Linked DNA regions of Mus musculus: all the other regions are linked to region 2. The links are chromatin contacts, called in public HiChIP or PLAC-seq maps. All regions are on one chromosome and are shown on one strand. Each heading gives the region's core, a stretch centred on a gene start, on an enhancer-like site or on the middle of the called end of the contact. The rest is flanking DNA. Distances are from core to core; before and after follow the strand shown. Region 1 holds the start of Nrip2 (nuclear receptor interacting protein 2). Region 2 overlaps Tead4 (TEA domain family member 4). Region 3 overlaps Gm10069 (predicted gene 10069).

Region 1 (3,013 bases), core at 334-2,833, 140 kb after region 2:
CTGTCATTTAAGCTAATTTTGCTACTTTATTCTTATTCCTTGTATTTGTGTGTTTATGAGAATGTATCTGAAACATATGCGGGGTTACAGGTGTCTGTGAGCCACCTGAAATCTTCTTGTTTGGGGGGATTCTCAATAGGGTTTCTCTGTGCAGCCCTGGAACTTGCTCTGTAGATCAGGCTGGCCTCCAACTTATAGAGATCCGTCTAGCCTCTGCCTACCAAGTGCTGGGATTAAAGGCATGCACCACCACTGCTGGGCTAGCAGTAAACACTCTTAAGTCCCAAGCCATCTTTCCAGGCCCTTCTTTTTATTTTAATTTTTTGTTTTGTTTTTTATTTATTAATCTTTTTGTTTATATTTCAAATATTATCCCTCTTCCTTGTCTCCTCTCCATGAACCCCCCTCCCCTTTGCCTCTAAGAGGGTGCTCACCCCACTAGCATCCCCCTTCTCTGGGACATCAACCCTTCTTTTTATTTTTATTTTATGTGTATGGGTATTTTGCCTCTGTGCATATGTACATGTATATGTATATATGTACCACGGGCATGTCTGGTGCCATGGACCCCCTGGAACTGGGGTTACAGATAGTTGTGAGCTGCAGACAGTTGTGAGCCACTATGTGGATGCTGGGAATTGAGCCCTGGTCCTCCAGAAGAGCAGCCAATGCTCTTAGCTACTGAGCCACCTCTTCAGCCCCCTTCTTTTTATTTTTAAGATTTCACTAAATTGGACTGGAGAGATGGCTCAGCGGTTAAGAGCTGCTCTTAACTGAGGTCTCTTAACTGACTGCTTTTCCAGGGTCCTGAGTTCAAATCCCAGCAACCACATGGTAGCTCACAACCCTCTGTAATGAGATCAGATGCCTTCTGGTGTGCCCAAAGATAGATGCAGTGTACTTACATATAATAAACAAATTATATATATATATATATATATTTCACTAAATTGAAAGCCTGAGAGTGAACTCACACTGTAGTCCAGGCAGGCCTTGAATTGTGATCCTCCTGTCTCACCTTCCCAAGTAGTTGGGATTCTGATGGGAGAGGACCAAGGTGAGTCACAGACTAACCCAGTTGGAGAGATGTATTAGGCCCAGAACATTCCCAGAATTCCTCATCATGGAATCACTGGGACTTCAGCGTCTAACAGGGAAGATCTCAGAGGTGAGTATTACTAGAACGTTCCTGATCTCTTTGCAATTCGAGAGAGATATTGGGACTGACAGGGAGAGGCCAAGCAAGGAGGGTGGCTGATGGCAGATGGAGGAGAGGTGGGGAGGCCACTCTCATACTGTCCCTCTCTGGCCAGCACCTCAAACCCTAGTAGCAAAGGACAGCAGCATGAGAAAAGAGCTGGGTGGCTGACTGTTCAGAGACTGGAAGGGGACAGCAGAGCCGGTCCACAAAACACAAGAGACAAGGGACATGCATGCCTGCTTCCCCACACATACCAAACATGCGCCCCCACACAATGGCACTCACCTCTCTCTGATGACTTGGCACAGCCTCCTGACAGTTTACAACACCCGCGTGCGCGCGCGCGCGCACACACACACACACACACACACACACACACACACACACACACACACACAACCATCCACCACCCACTCTGAGCAGGACCCCAGAGCTGCAGGCTTTGCAGCCTACCAGCTGCAGGCCCTGCTCGCCCTCCCTCTCCTTTAGGGCTGGGTTTTTCCAGCCGGAACCTCGCTCCCTCTACTGCAATCTCTGGAAACTGGTGTCTGACGCGCTGCTCTCGCCTATTATTTATTTATTTCTTCTTTTCTTCCTGCTGAGACCCTCCTGTCAGAGGGAGAGCCGCAGTCCGGAGACAGAGAAAGGCAGAAGCTATAGGGGGAGCTGGGAGCAAAAAGGAGGTGGAGAGAGACTCCCATACACCCTGTCTGCTTTCCACAGAAGACCATGAGCACCGGGCAAGAGGCCAGGAGAGATGAGGGAGACTCCAGGAAAGAACAGGAAGCTTCGCTTCGGGACCGAGCCCACCTGAGCCAGCAGCGCCAACTCAAACAGGCCACCCAGTTCTTGCACAAGGACTCGGCTGACCTGCTGCCCCTGGACAGCCTCAAGAGACTCGGCACCTCTAAGGACCTGGTAAGGACCCTGACCCTTTCTCTCCTCTTCTTCATATCCTGTGTTTGGGGTGAAGGGAGGTGGTCTAAAGGGCAGAGCCTCAATCTTCAAATTTCTTTCTCCTGTTGAGATGGGAAAGATGTTTCTGCCAACTTGCAGCCCCCCAATCCTCCCCAGATCCTTCATTGGGAATGTTTCTTGGCCTGGTGGCAGTGAGGGTCCCTGGGCTCATAACTCAGCTTCCACCGTTTTCCCCCCTTAAAGCCCAAGGCTATCCTGGGGTAGTGGAGAGTCATGTTGTTCAGCGCAGCCTAGAGGACCCGGGATTCCCAGGGAATGGACACATAAGGACAGTAAGGCCTAGAGGATCCGTCACCCCGGGGTTATGACTCCTACTTCTAGATTCCTTCAAAGCTGCCCACGAATTTGCCCCATTCCTCAGACCTGCCCCCACTTTTGCCCTTTCCCCCCTATCACCCACTTACTGAGGGTCTCCTGGGCAATCAGGGGTTCATATGGCTCTGACCTGGACCTGTCTGTGTCCTTATGTCCCTTCCTCCCAAACCACTGCAGCAATTTTGGCCCCCCAGAGGGAACAGGCCGAGGGTGACAATGAGGAGGTAAGGGGGGCTAGGGTCAGCGTGCAGTCTTTGCCCCCAGGGATATAATGGTTAAGAGCACGGGCTTTGGAACCACCTTGCTTGGGACCAAATTCTGGCTGTAATTTGGAAAGTTGTCTCTGTGCCTTGTTATCTCCATCTGTTAGAAAGGAATAAAGTTGCGAGCATCCACCTGGTAAACAGGTCACCTAGGCTTCCACATACTTAGCACTGTGACATTGCCTAGCTAATAGCAACACTAAGGGAGACGATTGGGAATGCTTCTAGCTATGGGTCCTTTTAGCTTTTGAGTTGC
Region 2 (3,106 bases), core at 298-2,797:
TTTTGTTTTTGTTTTGTTTTTTGTTTTTTTTTTTTTTTCGAGACAGGGTTTCTCTGTATAGCCCTGGCTGTCCTGGAACTCACTTTGTAGACCAGGCTGGCCTCGAACCCAGAAATCCTCCTGCCTCTGCCTCCCAAGTGCTGGGATTAAAGGCGTGCGCCACCACTGCCCGGCTTAACACTGGTTCTGTGAGAACTCAGGCCAGGCATGGCGGTCCTTATCTATTATGGAGGCACTTAGGAGTCCAAGCAGGGAAGACTGCTTCTAGTTTGAGTCCAGCCTGGGCTAGAGGGTAAACCCAGTCCTTCTTTTTTTTTTTTTTTTTTTTTAAAGACAGGATGAGAAGCCTGCTGCTCAGTCAGTCTCTTGGGAAGGAGAATACACTCTTAGCTTAAAGAATCTATCAGAATTCAGAGAGAAAGGCCAGGAATAAGTTAGGAATGACAGAGAAGAAGTTTCTGAGAACCACAGGCCAATCCAAGGCTGGAGACACGAGAGCGAGTCTGAGTGTTGGTGGCGGGACAGCTGGATTGAAAGGGAAGGCAGGAGGCTTAGTCAGGGTAACTATTGCCGTGATGAAACACCATGGCCAAAGCAATGTGGGGAGGAAAAGATTTATTTGGCTTACACTTCCACATCGCAGTTCATCATAAAAGGAAGTCAGGACAGGAAGTTAAGCAGAGCAGAAACCTGGGAGGGATGCTGCTTAGTGGACTGCTCCCGTGGCTTGCTTAGCTTGCTTTCTTATAGAACCTGGGACCAGCCCAGGGGTGGCCTTACCCACAACAGGCTGGGCCTCACATCAATCACTAATTAAGAAAATGCCCTCCAGGCTTGCCTACAGTCCATCTTAACAAGACACTTTCTCAAGGGGGGCTCCCTCCTCACTGATGACTAGCTTGTGACAAATTAGCATAAAACTAGCCAACCCAGCAGGGGATGCTGCGAACCTTAGGGATGTCTGGGAAATCGGTCTTGGGCTGCTCCTCTGGTTCTTTCTTGCCTTGGCAGCTTATCAATTATCTGCATCTGTTTAGGTTCTTAGTATCCCAGAGGAAAAGAATGTGCACACGATTCAGTCTGTTCTTACTCCAGTCTGTACCTCCAAAGTTAGCAGTCGGGGTCCATGCTTGTGACCCAGTACTTGGGAAACGGACAGCAGGAGTGTCAGAAATTACAGGCCAGCCTGGGCTACATAATGAGACCATGTTTCAAAACAAGTTAATATCGCCAGTGTTTGGAACCAGATGAATGGAATCAACACATGGATGAAGGAATGACTGAGTCTGTCACCATTCTGCTTTCAAAATATTCCCAAAATTAGACCCCTTCTCCCCACCTCAGTTCTGTGGTCCAAGCTACCATGCTGTGGCCTGTGGGGCAAGTGGAACCAACCATGTCACCAAACAGAAAAGCTGGCAGGTCAAAGCAGTTTCGAAAACCCCGGTAAATCTCATTATTGAGAATGGTAGGTGTTAGAATCAGCTCCCAGCCAGACTACCTCAGACTACCTGTCCTGAAACATGTGACCAAGACACTCTGCTAAGAGACCAGCAGAGTGTTTAGCCAATGAGCTTCCTTTCCTGGGCATCCAGCCCCTCCCTATAGTTGATACTTGGAACTAAGCCAGATTCCACCTACATCATGTCAAGGGCTCAGCGTGGGCCTGTGAGGACAACCATTCTCAACTCCTCAAAGTTGCTGGCAGTGTGTGGGTACACAGGAGACTGAGAACCACAACATCTGTCCCAGTTCCTGCTGTCCCCCTATCCTAGACTGTGTTCTTCTTCCTTGAGCAACATTTCCACAGTGCTCCAGTTCCCAGCGACAAGGCACACATGCAGCCTGTTGCCCCTGTGTTTCACCTTCCCTGAGTGACATGCCGGCGGTCCAGCATCCCAGTGGCAAGGAAGAAATGCAGACCAACAATATCGGGCACCTAAGGCGGGCCCATCTAGGTACTATATTAGCATGTAGACCTCTCACAGACTGATACTGGCCTGGGTTATTAATCGCTCCACCTGGCTTCCTGCTTCAGACTATTCTCAGCCCAGCAGCTGGCATCTCTACTAAAATCCAAAAGGTGCTGCCCTGGCTTCCCATCTTTCTCAGATGAAGAGGCCAAGGTCTGCCAGATGTCGTAGCAGTATCAGAGTTTCAGCAACTTGGGAGGCTGAGAGGCAAGAGGATTGTTTCTGCCAGGGGCTGGTCCTCAGCTTAAGCAATACAAGAGGGGGTGGGGGAAGGGTACAGAGTGCTGGGCACAGCAGTAAAGCTCTTACCTAGTATACACAAGGAACCTGAAACACACACACACACACACACAGAGGAAACGTTCAAGTCCTTCCAGTGAAGCACCCAAAGGGTTTGTCCACCCTCATATCCAGCTCAGCCACCTCTCTGGATGTCATCTACCTGCCACTCTGAGCTGCTTCCTGGAATGTTCTGGGTCCTCTTGCCCAATAGGATTTGTGCTTGCAGGGAACCTCACCTTCATGTTCCTGGAAGTGTCTGGAATGGCCTTGTGGCCTGGGTGGAGATGGCTGCCATGGTCTTGTGACATATTCCCTGACGGTGGGTGATCCGAGGGCGAGGATCTCCATCCCCACCAGCACACCTCAGCCTCACTCATTGTCACCCTCAGTGTGCTCCGAGCACCACGTAATCTCCTGATACTCTGAGCGCTGCCCCTCCCCCCAGAAGTGCACGCTGAGAATGGGGTGTTTATTATTGGTCTATATCAGATACCCAGAAACCTCCCTGGAGGGTTAGGGAGTAAAGTACTTGACAATCATACAGGAAGCCCAGAGTTCAGCCCCGAGCCTCAGCACTGCATAACCCAGGTACACGCCTATAGTTGTAACACTTTGGAGGTGGAGGCCATAGGATCGATCAGAAATTCAAGATTACCAGGATCTCCAGGTGGCTGAGCAGGTAAAGTGTTTGCCCCACAGCCTCACAACCAGAGTGCGATCACTGGAACCCTTGTAAAGGTGGAAGGAGAAAACCAACTCTGTCCTTGTCCTCTGATTTCCACATACATGTTATAGCATGTACACACACATCGACCAACCACCCAACCAATCAAACATAGCATATACTCACA
Region 3 (3,020 bases), core at 84-2,583, 210 kb after region 2:
CTGGAACTCATTAGGTAGACCAGGCTGACCTACAGAGATATGCCTGCCTCTGTCCCCCAAGTTCTGGAATTAAAGGTGTATGCCACCCTGACTGGCCCAAGATTCTAGATGTGTACATTTTCAGATTAAATCATCCTGAATCATTGGTTCTGCATAGTTAAAAACGAGAGTATTTACTTATGTTGTAGGATTTACAAGATTAATTGAAATGGGCTGTGTATTGGGAGTGTATGTGGTGAATAGAGGGATGGAACTATGTGCTGGTTATGTTGTCAGCCAGCTTGGCAAAGCTGCAGTGCCCAGATAGTTGGTCTGATTTTTTTTCCTGTTTTCTGGGAAGGTGTTTTTGAATGAGTATAACACTAAATTTGGCTGATTTTAAGTAAAGCAAATGAAGGGGGCCATTGAATAGGACAAAGTCTGACAGAGAAGTAAAAGCCAGCAGTATTCATGAACTACAAATTCGATCCTCTGTGTTCTCCAGCCTGATAGCCTCACCTGAAGAAGTTAGACTATATACACATATACACGCACATGTACACATGCATGCATGCACCCAACTGCTTCTGTTATCCTGGAGAAGCCGGGCTAATGCTTGTGGTATGATAACTTGAGTGTTTATGATTTCAGAAATTCCTAGTGGGATTCCTAACACCCAAGGTAAGGGGATGAAGAGCTGCAAGCTTTAGGTGCTCTGTGAAGACACAGCACTCAGGAATGGACATCAAATCTGATTTGACTTTGGACTTGAGACCTGTGGAAACTTAATGCCAAGGACCAGTCTTGACTTGGAGAGGGGTTCTGAGAGAAGGGGTGTCAGGGAGCAGCAAAAACAAAAGGTTCAAAGTCAAATCGTGGGTCCAAGCTGGTGGTGGCCTGGCCTGTGTTCTGCTGGAGGCAGCTTTCCAACCGCTTTTTTCTCTGTTCTGCATTCTCTCTCCCTCTCCCCCTCCCCCTCCCCCTCCCCATCTGCTCTTTCTCTCTGATCTGCTCTCTCTGGAGATCTCTAGGCAGTTCTCTTACTGTGTTCTGCTTGAGACAGTTCTCCAAGCAGTTCTCTCTATATATTCTAAAAAATTCTCTGGATAGCTCATCTCCTGCAGATCAAAAGCCCAGTCTTTTATTTTTCATATGGATCCAGTCATTTACTTCAGTTTTCCTTTAGATTATCCTATGAATCAGCATCCAGTGACCCCAGTCCCTTAACTCCTGGGAAACAGCAAGCACACATTTTCTTTTAACTTTGCAAAAGAATTCAGAGATCTCCCTGCCTCTGTTAAACACAGGTAATAAACTAGCTGGGTGAGACCCCGCCCTGAAATTACCATTTCTACCACACCTGAGCCTCAGGCTGACCTTGAACTCAGGAATCTGCCTGCCTTTTTATCTGCCTGCCTCTGTATCTTTCTGACAAGGTGGCTCGTTAATACCGCTGCCTTTGTTCTTTTAGATTCATGAAGCCCCTCATAATTCACATGCATCCTTATTTTTTCGCATAGCTGAGAAATTATATATTTTAAAAATCGCGTTTTTAGAGTTCTTTCCCACAGCTTTAAGGGCTGTCCTGAAGGTCCCAGTGTTTACCGTTTTGCTGAGACATTGGCCACACTTTGGCCTCCTGGACTCACGACTCTGATTTCCATGGAGTCATTAACATTAATTAACAGGGAAGACATTCCTTAAAGGAGGAATGCAGATTGGCTTTGCCTGGGAAGAAGCCTATGCACGCGGCAACCATCAGACGCTTGTGGAGGCCCACGTCTGCCAGCCCTGTCCCAGTAGCAGGAACCATGTCATTCTGACACCAAGGCCATGCCGGGACCAGCAACTTAATATGTCATTGTTTATAAACCATCCAGTGTGTGATCATTTCTTTTGTTTTTCAAGACAGGGTTTCTTTGCGTAGCCCTACAGAGTGGACCTCACTCTGTAGACGAGGCTGGATTTGAACTCAGATCCATCCTCCTCTCCCTCTTGACTCCTGGAGCACCACCACCATTCTATAGGATCCAGAATTACTAAGGAAGTCTGTGAAGAGGTTTAGGTTGAGTTGAAGTGGAAAGACCCATCCTATGTATGGTATCATTCTGTGGGTTGTGAAGTCTTGGGATGAATAGCAAAGAGGAAGTAATGAATACTACCATTCATCCATGCTTCCTGCTGTGTTCACAGTGTGACCAGCCACCTCAAGCTCCCCACACCATGGGTTCCCCTCCATGATGGATTGTGGCCTCAAACTGTGAGATAATATAAACCCTCTCTGCCTTAAGCTGGCTTTGCCTGGGAGTCTTGCAACAGTAGAAACAAGTACTGCAGAAAATTGCTCCTGAGACATAATATTGTTCCAGTCCATGTTACAGAGTGGAAGGAGCTAGGTGAAGTTATATGTACTTACTTATTTAGATAGTTTAATACATGTACAATGAATATTAGTTTTATATCTTTAAATAATGATTTTATATTTACATGCTTATGACTCTTGGATTTTTATTTATTTACATAATCAACTCATATAGTAATTTTTTTCATTTATACAATGAGCTTCACCCTCCATCCCCCTTTCTAATTCCTTTGTGGTGGTTTGACTAGGTATGGCTCCCATAGATTCATGTATTTAAATACTTGGCCCAGGGGGAGTGGCACTAATATGAAATATGGCCTTGTTGAAGTAAGTGTGTCACTGTGGTAGGCTTTGAGGTCTCTTATGCTCACCTCACACTCTGTCTAGTGTGGAATCCAGTATTTTGGCTTATGGGAGGCCTTCCCTAGCATGGAGAGGAGAGTCTGAGAGTCTTTGCTGATAGGGCAGCCCATTGGGGAGAGTGAGCCACACATAATGGTCAGGGGAAATCTCGCAGCTAACTTGCTATCAATCAGGCCATTTTTGCTGCTCTGCCTAACAACCAACCAGCTGCTGCTTTATTGATACAAGTCTCACAGAACAAAGACGGACTAGTGATTATCTAAGTGGTACAGAATATATGTTTGATTTTTCCTTACATGTCCAGGGTTACAAGTTC

The links. HiChIP or PLAC-seq counts read pairs in DNA pulled down with a chosen protein or histone mark.
Region 1: an H3K27ac HiChIP or PLAC-seq map of embryonic stem cells shows a contact between it and region 2, with 5 read pairs. The contact joins the promoter of Nrip2 here to the enhancer-like site in region 2. A contact is called at or near these places in 6 of 39 promoter capture datasets (the 3T3-L1 cell line, the HPC-7 cell line, cranial neural crest and 3 more), 15 of 484 Hi-C or Micro-C datasets (the 3T3-L1 cell line, the AML12 cell line, the P5424 cell line and 11 more), 2 of 115 datasets of contacts at active chromatin or transcription factors (embryonic stem cells and pancreatic cancer cells) and 4 of 9 other capture datasets (adipose tissue, embryonic stem cells, liver and 1 more).
Region 3: an H3K27ac HiChIP or PLAC-seq map of embryonic stem cells shows a contact between it and region 2, with 8 read pairs. The contact joins two enhancer-like sites. A contact is called at or near these places in 1 of 484 Hi-C or Micro-C datasets (olfactory sensory neurons) and 1 of 115 datasets of contacts at active chromatin or transcription factors (embryonic stem cells).

Annotation. Positions count from the first base shown.
Region 1 is chr6:128,398,183-128,401,195 of GRCm38.p6, forward strand. It overlaps Nrip2 (nuclear receptor interacting protein 2), which reads left to right and starts at 1,584. Exons shown (of 6, transcript NM_021717.2): 1 at 1,584-2,119. The coding sequence starts at 1,931.
Region 2 is chr6:128,253,859-128,256,964 of GRCm38.p6, forward strand. The region is part of intron 2 of Tead4 (TEA domain family member 4); the gene reads right to left. Among named protein-coding and RNA genes, the nearest start is that of Tead4, 45 kb to the right of the region's middle. Within about 2 kb of position 1,548, at least 11 of the 459 cell types and tissues checked have an H3K27ac peak or open chromatin away from gene starts, as enhancers often do. A contact at or near this core is called in embryonic stem cells, where this site is marked.
Region 3 is chr6:128,459,583-128,462,602 of GRCm38.p6, forward strand. The region is part of intron 2 of Gm10069 (predicted gene 10069); the gene reads left to right. Among named protein-coding and RNA genes, the nearest start is that of Gm10069, 22 kb to the left of the region's middle. Within about 2 kb of position 1,334, at least 18 of the 459 cell types and tissues checked have an H3K27ac peak or open chromatin away from gene starts, as enhancers often do. A contact at or near this core is called in embryonic stem cells, where this site is marked.